2 separate regions of the Sus scrofa genome follow, and region 2 is linked to region 1. A link is a contact called in public Hi-C data. All regions are on one chromosome and are shown on one strand. Each heading gives the region's core, a stretch centred on a gene start, on an enhancer-like site or on the middle of the called end of the contact. The rest is flanking DNA. Distances are from core to core; before and after follow the strand shown. Region 1 has its middle 88 kb from the start of RFWD2. Region 2 overlaps PAPPA2 (pappalysin-2).

The links. A called contact is a pair of places that touch in the nucleus more often than the background predicts.
Region 2: a contact with region 1 is called in a Hi-C map of fetal skeletal muscle, with 2.9 times the contacts expected there. The contact joins two enhancer-like sites. A contact is called at or near these places in 1 of 5 promoter capture datasets (liver), 24 of 47 Hi-C or Micro-C datasets (adipose tissue, alveolar macrophages, brain and 14 more) and 1 of 2 datasets of contacts at active chromatin or transcription factors (skeletal muscle).

Annotation. Positions count from the first base shown.
Region 1 is chr9:118,199,173-118,205,197 of Sscrofa11.1, reverse strand. No RefSeq gene overlaps it. Among named protein-coding and RNA genes, the nearest start is that of RFWD2, 88 kb to the right of the region's middle. Within about 2 kb of position 4,772, at least 3 of the 83 cell types and tissues checked have an H3K27ac peak or open chromatin away from gene starts, as enhancers often do. A contact at or near this core is called in fetal skeletal muscle, where this site is marked.
Region 2 is chr9:118,632,861-118,639,114 of Sscrofa11.1, reverse strand. PAPPA2 (pappalysin-2) reads right to left here. Exons shown (of 23, transcript XM_003130330.6): 23 at 3,143-6,254. Among named protein-coding and RNA genes, the nearest start is that of PAPPA2, 270 kb to the right of the region's middle. Within about 2 kb of position 4,899, at least 9 of the 83 cell types and tissues checked have an H3K27ac peak or open chromatin away from gene starts, as enhancers often do. A contact at or near this core is called in fetal skeletal muscle, where this site is marked.

The DNA of each region.
Region 1 (6,025 bases), core at 3,523-6,022:
ATCCTTTTGTACAAATGGTGCACTTCAAAATTATAAGCGTATATTGTTGGTGGGAATGTAAATTGGTAGAACCACTTTGGGAAACAATACGGAAGTGCTTTTTAAAACTAAATATAGAACTATGATATGACCCAGCAATCCTATTTCTGGGCATATAACCAGAGAAAACCATAATTTGAAAAGATACATGCACCCCAATGTTCACTGCAGCACTATGTACAACAGCCAAGACATGGAAGCAACTTAAATGTTCATCAATAGAGGAATGGAAAAAGAAGATAGGGTACCTATATACAATGAAATATTACTTAGCCATAAAAAATAAAAAAATAATGCCATTTGCAGCAACATGGATAGAACTAGAGATTATCACACTACATGAAGTCGGACAAAGACAAATATCATATAATATCACTTATATGTAGGATCTAATAAAAATGATACAAATGAACTTATTTATAAAACAGAAATAAACTCACAGATTTCAAAATCAAATTTAGGGTTACCAAAGGGGAAACCATAGCAGGGAGGGATAAATTGAGAGGATGGGATTAACAGATACACACTACTATATGTAAAACGGAAAACTAACAAGCTTCTACGGTATAGCACAGAAAGATCTACTCAGTGTTTTGTAAATCCTATATGGAAAAAGAGAGTAAATAATATATACGTATAAGAGATTCACTTCACTGTATACCTGAAACCAACAATGTTGTGAATCAACTACATGCCAATAAAAAAAATTTTACATTTAAATTAAAATTTTTAAAACTAACAGTGTATAACAGGAGTGATGTTTAAGCTTGTTTTCTGTTTCATTTTAAATAGAAAATTAGGAGTTTCCATCGTGGCTCAGTGGTTAACGAACCCGACTAGGAACCATGAGGTTGTGGGTTCAATCCCTGGCCTTACTCAGTGGGTTAAGGATCCAGCATTGCCGGGAGCTGTGGTGTAGGTTGCAGACGTGACTTGGATCCCGCGTTGCTGTGGCTGTGGTGTAGGCCGGTGGCTATAGCTCTGATTAGACCCCTAGCTTGGGAACCTCCATGTGCTGCAGGTGTGGCCCTAGAAAAGACAAAAATAAAAAATAAAAAATTAGAAAATTAAAATGATACAGCTCCTTTTCTGATTTCATGATTGTTACCCATGTATGAAATGATGGACAGAGAAGGCTTTACTGGAAAGAAGGAAACTCCTTATTCATTCCAATCCTGGCTGTGGCAAAACAGGTACAATTATATTTGGGGAGAGAAGCCAAATATGTCTATTTATTTACTAAATAGGCATCATCTAAATTAGTCTAAAGCAGCAGGCAGCCTGACCTCATCACACACAAGAAGAGTGACCTCACTAGACTGTGTACATGGTTGGTTGGCACAGCAAAAAAGAAAAAGGCCAGAAAACGTTTTGGAATTGACACAGACTTCTAGAATAGGACCAGATTATGGTATAAGTAATAAGATTTCACATTTAACTCAATGGAGCTCAAATTTCCATACCAATCTCCAAGGCAAATTGTGGCAGAAGTAGAAGATAAAACAATAGAAAAAGAAATTCTATGACTTGATTATAAACTGCAAAGGCAGTTAAGAACTGGTATCTAGAATTCCCTGAAGCTGGAGCTATGGCTCATAAAGACCTCTGTGATTTTTCTGGAGCTAGGTCTACTGTGCAGCGTTACAACCAACCAACGCAATTCCTCATATGCCCCTGAAAGAAATGCCTCATTTGAATGAAACTCTTCGAACAAGCAATCATAGGGAATCTGTTATGTGCAGAGGGATTCAGCAAAATACAGTGATTTCCCTTGCCTTCAATGAAAATACCATCTTGTTTTTTATTTTTACTTATTTTTTTATGGCCTCACCCATGGCATATCGAAGTTCCCAGCCCAGGGATTGAATCCAAGCAGCAGCTATGACCTATGGGCAGGTACAGCAACACCGGCTCCTTTAACCCACCTTGGTGGATCAGGGATGGAACTCGAACCTCCGAATTGACTGGAGCCGCTGCAGTTGGATTCTTAACCCACTACACCACAAGATGGGAACGCTACCATGTTGCCGAGGAGAGAAAGCAACTGCACATTTAAAACTAACCTAAATACGATATTAAAAGTTTAAGGAATGCGGGGTGATGTCAGAGAGACTGTTCAAAAAAAAGCTCCATGGAGAAGAAGGGACTTGATCTGGGTCTTGTAGGGCAACTAGACGTAGATGGATAAAGAAAAGGCAAGGAAGGACTTCGAGTCAAACTGGAGCAAACGTGCAAAGGTGGAGCAGGCAGTGAGCACATGGGGAACAGGAAGTAAACCACAGAGAAGATACTGAGGCCGATTTTTTGATGAATGGTGAAAATATAAAGAACAGATGGCTTTTAAGCAGTGCCTCTTCCTCTGCCTGCTACAGCATGAAACTCTGAAGGCTGGGTGTACTCAAAGGCCCTAAACTTACAGCATCCTCCTTCCTTCATAGAACTGCGGACAATGGCTAAGATAACAGAAACAGCAAACAAACTATAGCACACATTAAAATTTTTCTCAATTCTTTCTAATAAACAGTACAGAAGGGAGAAAATATTGTAACTGCATCCCATTCTTCAGCCCGCTTGTGGAGAAAAATGAGCAATGGTGGCACCAAGGACCATGTGATGGGGATGCGGGGGACACCCAGAATTTACTGAGTGTTTATGGTATCTCAGGATTTGTGTTTTCCCTACATTATTTCACTTTATCCTCACAGAAGCTTCATGGCAATTTTTTAATGAACAAATAACATAAAACTGATTCAAAATAGCTTAGCATTAGAGAGAATTAACTGCCTGGCATAACTATAAAGTCCAAGGGTAGATAATCCTAGCTTGAGAAATGGCTGAATCCAGGGGACCAGATGATGTTATCAGGATACTGTCACTGTTTTTGTTTCTCAACTCTATTTTACTCTGACTTCATTTTCAGCCATGGTATACCTGGGGAGAATGACTGCTTGGAGCCCCAAACCTCCAGGAGCCTCCTTAGAGGTCAAAAGGAACAGACCTTTCTTCTTGTTCACCTCCCTCCTCTCTTGCTCTCCCTGCCTGCTCCCTCTCCTTCTCTCCATCATGGAAGAATGGCCCTGCTGAGTCCTGTGCATAACACTCAGACCAAAGCTCTAAGGGCCTTGAGTCCTGCAGTCATCCCTTTCCACCAGAGATAGGCAGGTAATGGGACTGGAAGACCCCCCCTGGCACCATCTGCCTTGGGGAGGGCCACTCCCAGTGGAAAGCAAGCTGCCCAGCAACTGTTCACCACAGGCAAACACTAACATTATCCCAAACTAGTGATGAGAAAAGTGAGGGCTTGGGTGGTTGAGGTCAAAACCAAACTGCCCATTGTGAAACCAATGACTGTTAAGCTGAGAAGCCTTTGAACAGGTCTGGGCCTGAGCCCCACTCAGATAACTAACCCAGAATCTAGGTGGTACAAACTATGGAACACATTTTTTAATTTTCTCAGGTGGTACCACTATGAGAAATATGAGGAAGCAGCCGGTGTGGAAAACCTCCATCCAAAGCACTAGACCCCTTTAATAATAAATCCCACGCTGCAGAGGGTGACCCCGTCAGCCACCTTGATCATCCAGCTCGTAGGAATGACCTGATGCTTTATCTGCCTGCCTCACTCAATCACCTTTCTATCATCCTGTCTTTACAGCTGCAGTCACTGGTACCTAGCTTGACATAGCAGACATTTCATAAATATTTGCTAAACTGAACTGATGGAGTTCCCTGGATTTTCATGCAGACATTCCTGCTGGAACGAAGGGTTCAGAGGGGAGAACAGTAAAACTATCTTCATGTCCTAGTGGTGATGACAATGACAGGAAGGTGGAAAAGCAAGGGGGAAAACAGTCCATTGTCCACATTTTCTGAGTCAAAAAGAAATAAAAAAGTAAAGAGCTTAGTAAGTAAGATTATCGTGTGGCATATATTACTTTTCAAGTTAACCCTTCAAGCCAGCATTTCAGCTCTCATTCTGCCAGCTTCCTTAATTATGATATCCTTATTCCCCAATTAAAGCCTCATTAAGCTTGTCAGCACCTTTCTAGATTACCTATTTTATTCTCTAAAAAGCTAGGCTTTATTAAATTGAAATCCTTTATGGAAAAGCATATTCTAATGACTTCTTGCTCTCTCATTTCATTTGATGACACGATGAGAAACAATAGCTCTAATCTGATCAAAAGTTAATTTTTCTGCCGTCAAGCAACTCCATTTTGGTTAAAAGCTTCTGTTAAAACTCCTCTAACATAATGCAGTTTCCCTGGTGGTCTAGTGGTTAGGACTCTGCACTTTCACCTCTGAGGCCTGAGTTTAATCCCTGGTCTGAGAACTAAGATCCAACATCAAGCCGCTGTACGCCACAGCCAAAAAACAAACGAAAACCAAACAAAAAACTGCCCTAACATAATAGCTCTTGGTTTTGCGTTCCTTTTTGTAATTTATTGTTTTTTTCACACACACACATACACACACAAATAACCTGCTGCTCTCAGACTTATATTTTGCCCTGTAGAAACCTGAGCCCATCTGTTTCATCTCTATCTGGGTGTGCGGGTGGGTACAGTATAACTACTTTAATCTTCCCTACTTGGCTCTCTTTCCTAGAATCTCTCCATTTTTAGCTGCCCTGGGGTTTCCCTTTATACTGCACCTGCGCTTACTCTGGGCTCCACCCAGCGTTGGCCAACCTTGTGAATGTTTTATGAGACTGTCTGCAGCACACCCTTGGCGCCAAGCAAGAACACCTGTTGTTTCCTTGCCCTTTTCCAGACCTTCACTGCCCAGCCCTTGCTGGGCTCAGGCATTCCTTCCATCCAGAGGGTTTCTGGGGTTGGCATCTCTGCATAATCATCTCATCATCAGTCTGCTGGTGAATTTATTTCCAGAAAAAATGACTGGGCACTAAAGCGTGTCTCAGGCAACTCAGCTAGGCCTTTAGGCTTAAAGAAGTATTTGCTTAAAAGGACCCTTTATGTGAAATCCAAAGGCTTGTTGGCAATCGTGCCCCCTTTGATGATGTTTCTCCCCAAGTTCTTGTTCTTCCCTTTTTACTGTCAGTAACCACTAAAGAAAAGGCAAGGTCTAATTAGAGTCCAGGGGAAAAATGGCTATTTCTTCAGAGGAAGAATCTAGGATTTCCTGTAGGAACCTGATATTCAGGTACTCACTGCTCCTACCCCCATGACTGTCACTGCCATCACAGCAAGGTTTTAGACTTGGTAATTTAGGAATCTCTGTCTCTTTACTTAATTCTTCCTGGACTCAGGTATTCCTCTCTCAGTTTTATGTATAAGTAGCACTTGAGTTCAATAGGCTTTGAAGGGCCAACATGGGAACCTCATCTCTACTTGTAGTACAGCAACTATGGAAAAATGTGTTACACATACACAAAAATAAATGTACAGCAACAGAAACCTGTCTCCTTACCTTATCTCCACGCTCAGTTCCTGCCCCTAACCCTATGGAAGGCACTGGACATCCAGCAGTAGTAAGAGGAAACAGAGAACTCATTTGCTCACCACTCCTTCTTTCACTTTTTAGTACAATTTTCTTTCTCTGGGATTACATCTTTCAGTAGTTCCTTCCACAGAGTTCTTTTGTGCTAAGTTCTTTTAGTCTTATTTTGTCTGAAAATGCTGTTTTTGGAGGAGAGAAGATTTTATTCCTAAAGTGCAATTTGCTTTAGAATTTAGGTTAATATTTACTTTCCCTTAGCATTTTGAGGATATTTTCCCACTGTCCTTTTGACTTCTATCATTGCATGGTGAGAAATCTCCAGCTAGTTAAACTGTCATTCCTTTGCTGCTAACTTGTCCTTTTTTCTAAAGCCGCTTTTATTACATTCTTTTTGTCTTTGATATTCTGTAGTTTCATTAATATGAGTTATATGTGGATTTATTTACTTATTTTGCCAAGAATTTGTTGTGCTTCTGAGTCTGAGGATTTTTGTTTTTAATTAATCCTGAAAAAATTCTTAGCTGCT
Region 2 (6,254 bases), core at 3,650-6,149, 430 kb before region 1:
TCTCAGAGTTAAGGTCCCTGCAGCAGGCCACCTAGCAAAGTAGAGAAGCCAAGAGCAAGGTTGAGTTAATAAGCATTATTTCCCAGGCCATCTTAGGAAGCTGTAGGAACTCTCTTACAGGTCATTCTAAAGGGTATTGGGTCACTCCCAACAAACCTTGGAAATCACACAGGTCCTAACACAACTCGGCTTTCCTCTTCAGAAAGCACTCTGGACTGCTCACATGGAGGCGGAGGCGTGGTGTGGGAACATTCCTGAAGCTCCATAGCCTTTTGGAAGATTTAAATACGTGACTTCTCTGCATCCAAACTTTTTTTTTTTTTTTTTTTTTAAAGCAGAGGTCTTCAAATGGCTGCTACCTCCTGGAGAGGAAAGGCATACTGACACAATGCGAAGGGTGGTCATTAAAAAGTCAACGCTCTCCCTGTATTTATTTACTTTTTGCATTTGAATAAGTGACTTTTATGTGGACAAAGACAGGGAAAAGGAAGCTTGTCTATATTAAATTATCCCAAGAAGAAAATTTGATTTGAAGAACATTTAGCAAATTGTAGTTGCTCTGGATTATCTTTTCAAGGCTTAGGGATGGTTTTATTTTACTGATTTGGAAGGTTAAGCAGATTTGACGTGTAGATTCTTTAAGAATGGCCTTGGCCATTGGCACACCAGTCCTTACCAATAGGTGGCAGTGTAACCTGAGAATCTAGTGGCACAATAAAGGAGGAAAAAAAAAACTAATGAAAAGAGGGCTCATCAGGAAATCACACTCTTGAAAATAACCATTATTCTCTAATGAATCTTACTTTGTTCCAGACCTAAATACCCAGGGCAAATATAGACGGTTTTATGGGTGTAGACATGTATTAGGAGCCCAACCATTGGGAAAAGTGAAATAAATGTTAGGGGCCCAGAACCAGTGGTCTTAAAAAGAGATGACCCAAAGCCAGTTCCAGAGATACCCTGGCATTATGTATAAGTGCAAAACCTATCACCCTCATCCCCATCCTGAGCCCCTCGTCATCCGGTTGGCCTGAATCTAAGAGCAGTGAGTCTCCCAGCTGACGGGTGACTCATCCTGTCATTTAAGTTTGTCAGTCAATGGAAACCAGAGCTCCAAAGTCTCTCTCCAGGACTCTCCCTGGGGAAGCTATTAGGGAGCAGGCAGCCTCGCCAGATGTCTGAGTCCAGCCGGCTCCCTGGCATGTGCAGGGGCATCTGCTTATGCTCAGGGCCTGGCATGAGCAGAGGGCCCTGGAAGGATGCTCCAGAAGATTTGCTCTCAGTTTTCCACTCACCAGCTACTAAGAAAGCCACTGGGAAACCAATGAGCACCTTGAAACATAAACAAAGAGAAAGACATTTAACTTTCCCATTTCAACTGGGTCTGGGTTCACTCTGGGTCTAGTACACTGAGCTGCATGTAGCACAAACCACGTCATGTTTGGGGACAGAAACCTTGGATTCCCATCCCAACCTGCACTTAGTTATACGAACTTAAATTTTTCCATGGCCTCTCCAAGACACAGTTTCTTCATTTGTAAAATGGAAGAAGAACAACAACAAAAAAAGTCCTTCTGCTTAACCCATGAGTTGCAATGAAGCACATGAAGGTACTTTACAAATCATAAAGAAAATGTCATGTAACATTTTTATTCTCTAATGTTTACTTCTAGTCACATATCTATCTCTCAAATTCCAAGCTCACATTTTTTTGTCTTTTTAGGGCCCCACCTGTGACATATGGAGCCTCCCAGGCTAGGGGGCAAATCACAGCTGTAGCCACTGGCCTACACCACAGCCACAGCAACGCCAGATCCAAGCCATGTCTGCAAACTACACCACAGCTCATGGCAATGCCAGATCCTTAACCCACTGAGCAAGGCCAGGGATTGATCCTGCATCTTCATGGATACTAGTCATATTCATTTCTGCTGAGCCACGATGGGAACTCCCAGAGCTCACATTTCTATTAATTCCACAGGCCTTCCCAAACGGCTCACAGATGTACTGAGATGACCACCTAGACCAGCAGGTGGTACCTGGCCAGGCCGGAGACCAGTTGCAGAAGCCTCCTCCAGTGTGCTGAACACTGCTTTATATGAAACTTCCAACTAGTTATCTAGCTGGCTTTTAAATTGATCTTATCATAAAGCAAAGTGATGCTTTTTCTTCAACAATTTACTCCTCTTGGCTTCCCTTTTCTGTCGGTGATGATAAGCTTTGTGGGTGTAAAAATAGTGCAGAGGCATTGTCTTTGACATCTCTCTCTACCTCCACCCTTTCCCTGTTCCCATCCTATGAACCATCATTTTTCTTTTCCTTTTTATATCTTGGTGTCTGATGGGACCAGGCTTGAACCTAGTTTCAGGCCCATGACCTTAGAGGACTTTCTTTACACTTGGTGTCCACATCTGTGAAACAAGACTATGGAAGCTGTAGATCTGTTTTTGAGGATTAAATAAGACTGTCTATGCCAAACGTAGGGCATGTGTCAGCTGCCTTCTACTTTCCAGCCAAGTTGGGTGCTCCAGGGAGATTCACTCTCACCTGGCCCTTTTCCTAGTCCTACCTCCATAATGTCAATCCCATTCTCCACTTTGCAGGGATGCTTCTCTCCCTCTTTCCCGTTTCTGCTTATTAAGCTCATAAGCAACCGTCACAGACCATCTTTCAAATAATGCCTCCCTTTGGCATCCAGGAGTAATGTCTATTTCCTCTGAACTGTGATTCTTGCATTTTATTTTCTTTTTCTTCTTCTTTTTTTTTTTTTTTTTTTTTTTTTTTGCCATATCCCGAGGCATGGGGAAATCAAACATGTGCCACAACACTGACCCAAGCCATAGCAGTGACAACACCAGATCCTTTACCATTAAGCCACCAGGGAACTCCTCTTGCATTTTACTTCTACAACTCATGAGACACTTGACATCATTCTGCTTTTGAATATGTCATCTCTTCCCAGGAACCTTCATGTTTATCTTCTTTATGTGCACCATTTACTTAAAAGTTTTTAAGTGACTGAAAGGACTCATCAATCAATTAATCAATGATGGATGTCTGGACCGGGCACGAGCAAATGAAAAGCAACTTGGAAGTGATGGAATGATTTAAACGAAGAATAAGACACTGAAGACACTTCCCATTCTGTGTGCTGATTTTTTAATGAACATCTTATAATCTTACAAAATAACTGGCTGTAGCTGTTTTACGTTACAATACAGTAGATCCGCTCTTTTCACTACGTTCCTAATCAAACCATCCCTTTGGGGTGCAAACGGTCACACTCAATAGGGATCTCAGAGGAGAGGAAGTGCCAAATCCAATGCCTTGTAATGGAGGGAAGGAAAGGAGAGAATCAAGAGCAGCTCTTCACTTCAGGTGCAAGTTTGCCAGCTGATCCTTCTCCTCCCTCCAATCTAGTCTCTCTGGTCGGAGCTGTTATGCTAATCACCAGAGTCCTGCAGCCCCAGGCAACGTGGACACCAGCGCTCCTACTTACTAGGAAAAAGAGGAAGCAGAGAAGTGATTTTGGAACAAAGAACTGATGGTAGAGCCTCTGTGGCCTTGTGGGTGGGAAGAGCCGCAGAACACAGACCCATGGAGCCAGTGGAGCTGATATCCACTGGGGATCTGTGACCATGGCATCTCAGACCTTCAGCTTTATCAGGGACCTGAGGAGCGCAAAGCACAGGCTCCAGGAACAAAGGTTGGGGGAACCTGCTGTCTCTGAATGGCCAGAGCCGACTCGGGCTAGGCAGCCTTCTGCCTGAAGGGCTTTCCACACACCACCGCTCACATTCCCAGGGCAGTGATGGAGTGCAGATGTTGCCCACAGATAATAAAATATTTTTAAATGGAGTACAAAAGAGAAATGTCCTGTGATTCCTATAGGGGGACAGGCCAGTCTTGCACTGTGAAGCGCAGTCTCTGAGTTCCTGGGGGAGGGGCCGTGCTGGAGCCTCCCTGAGCCCTGCAGGGCCCAGGGTAACAGCTCTGCTGCCTCAGTCTCAGACAGGACAGGGTTCCCTGCACAGTTTGCCGGCTTCAAGAACTTTGGATAATGATTTCACAACTGTTTTAAGATGGAGCATCTAAACTTTTCTATTGTCCCTTCCATGTTGTGACCTATCAGAATCCCCCAAATATTCTCTTCTTGGGGGGCACTGAATGCCAACCCAGATAAGCACCAGCAGGCATCCAGGCAATACTTGCTGTTAGGGCTGTAAATACAGAGGACAGGTATATTTTCGATGGGCAGACGCTGCTCTTTCCTTTCCCCAGTGACTCTGCTGCTCTCACTTCACATCCCCGCAGGTAAATATGTGTATGTTGCCTTCTCCTTTTAACTTCATTCCAGAATGTTGTTCTTTCCTACATAAAATCCGGTTCAAGATAGTGGGGGTGGGGGATTGGTATTTCCCCTTTCTATTTGCACAGCCCTTGCTTCAGGGTGGATGGGAAGAGTAGAATACTGCAGTCAGAGCCAAAGTGCAGGAAGGAGATCCAGAGAGCCCAAGGCTGCCCTTGAACTTGTGCCTGTCCTTTCTTCCCTTCCACTGGAGAAGAGGCTTGGAGGGAGGCAAACCTCCCAGCCCTTCCTGAGATGATAAACTGGGGTGTTGAACAAGAAACTAGCTCCTTACCCTCCCTCTCCAAGGCCTCATCCATAAATCATTACCAAAAAACAACTGCAAGAGACCACATGCAGGGAGCATCAGCCTGGATGTAAACAGAGAGGCAGGTTACCCTGGTCATTTCACGTACAGTCCAACGATTGAGCAAGAAAGGGTAACGAGGACAAAATGGACCCCAAATCGTTGAAATGCTTCTCTCTCCCCACAGAGTGTCACCCTTGCTCCATGTATTTTACAGCTTGCTCCAAAGGAACTCTCTGGGACACAGATTTGACACATCGCACTTGAAGAGAATTTAACTCCCATTCTGCCTTGTGCAAAGGATCCCATTTGGTCTGCTTGGGAGACTTGGAACAAGGTTGAGTTTCCTTGACTCATTTCATCCTCCCTGGCCCTGCGCTCTGATTAACCCTGACTTCTCCCCTGTCTACTGCCTCCCTTGGCTCCTCCATCCCTGCCTGTTCTTCCATCTCCTCCCACCTTTTCCCGATGTCATTTCCATGACAGTCTTTTTTTTTTCCCCAGAAAATCAACAATAGGTCATGTGGCTGTGAATGATGGCCAGGCTTGGGGACTTAGAATGAGTGAGACCACAGGCCAAGAATGAGGAATGCGTGACTTCCTGTAATCCTGGTGATCAGAGAAAGAGCCCTCATACAAACTTGTTAACTGAGTGGCTGGCTGAGAGCCACACTTGGAACAGGCACACATGGAAGTGTAGAAAATCCTGGGTCTCACCAAGTGCAGCTAGGAATTCGGAGAAGTGAATAGAATATATTCTTTTTGGATGGATCCTAGTCTAGTTTTCCTGGACCCATCACCAATGCATACCCCCTACCCACTTTTCTGTGCCTCTTAGTATTATCATTCCGAGACCCCATCTTCTCCAACTGGGCCCAGCTCCCAGCTCATAAAAAGATGATTAGCTGACATATTATCATCAAAAACTGCATCTGATCGCTCTCCTTCCTTCTCCAGTTCCCTCTCAACCTGCCAGCCCCTAGGACTAGAACGATGGTAGAATAACTTGTCTCTCGGTCCTCAAACCCTCAGCATTCATTTTGGATGTGAACTTCACAGCAGCATGTGTGGAACCATGAATAATTTTTAGCTTAGTAGACGGCAAAAAATATAATATATATAATATATTTATATAATTATGTTTAAATACTTATAAAGAATTAATCACTAACCTCGATATTCCTAAGGGAGACTACACAAAGAAAGGGAGCGAGCCAGTTTAGATTAGAAGAGCCCTGAAGGGTGGCAATCCATGTGAAACCAGTATTAACAGAGTGTCCCTGGCAGCTTCTCTTCTAGTATTTTGGTACTAGTTTACAAGTTGGGTAGGGCTGAATAGTTGACAGGGTGCAGAGTGGGAAGCAGGGCAAGAATTCACGATGGGGTTGGAGAGAATATAAATGGGAGGAGGGTCCTTGTATATCTATCGTATTTTTCTTTCCACTTTAAATCAACTGCCTCTTTGAAGAAACTTTTTTTTGCCTATGATTCTTCCTTACTTGGACTACTTGATGCAATAGTTGGCACCTATAAACATCCTCTTGAGTTTCTTATAAGATTCTCCATGTTCTTCATCCGTCCCTCCCTTCATGACCTTTC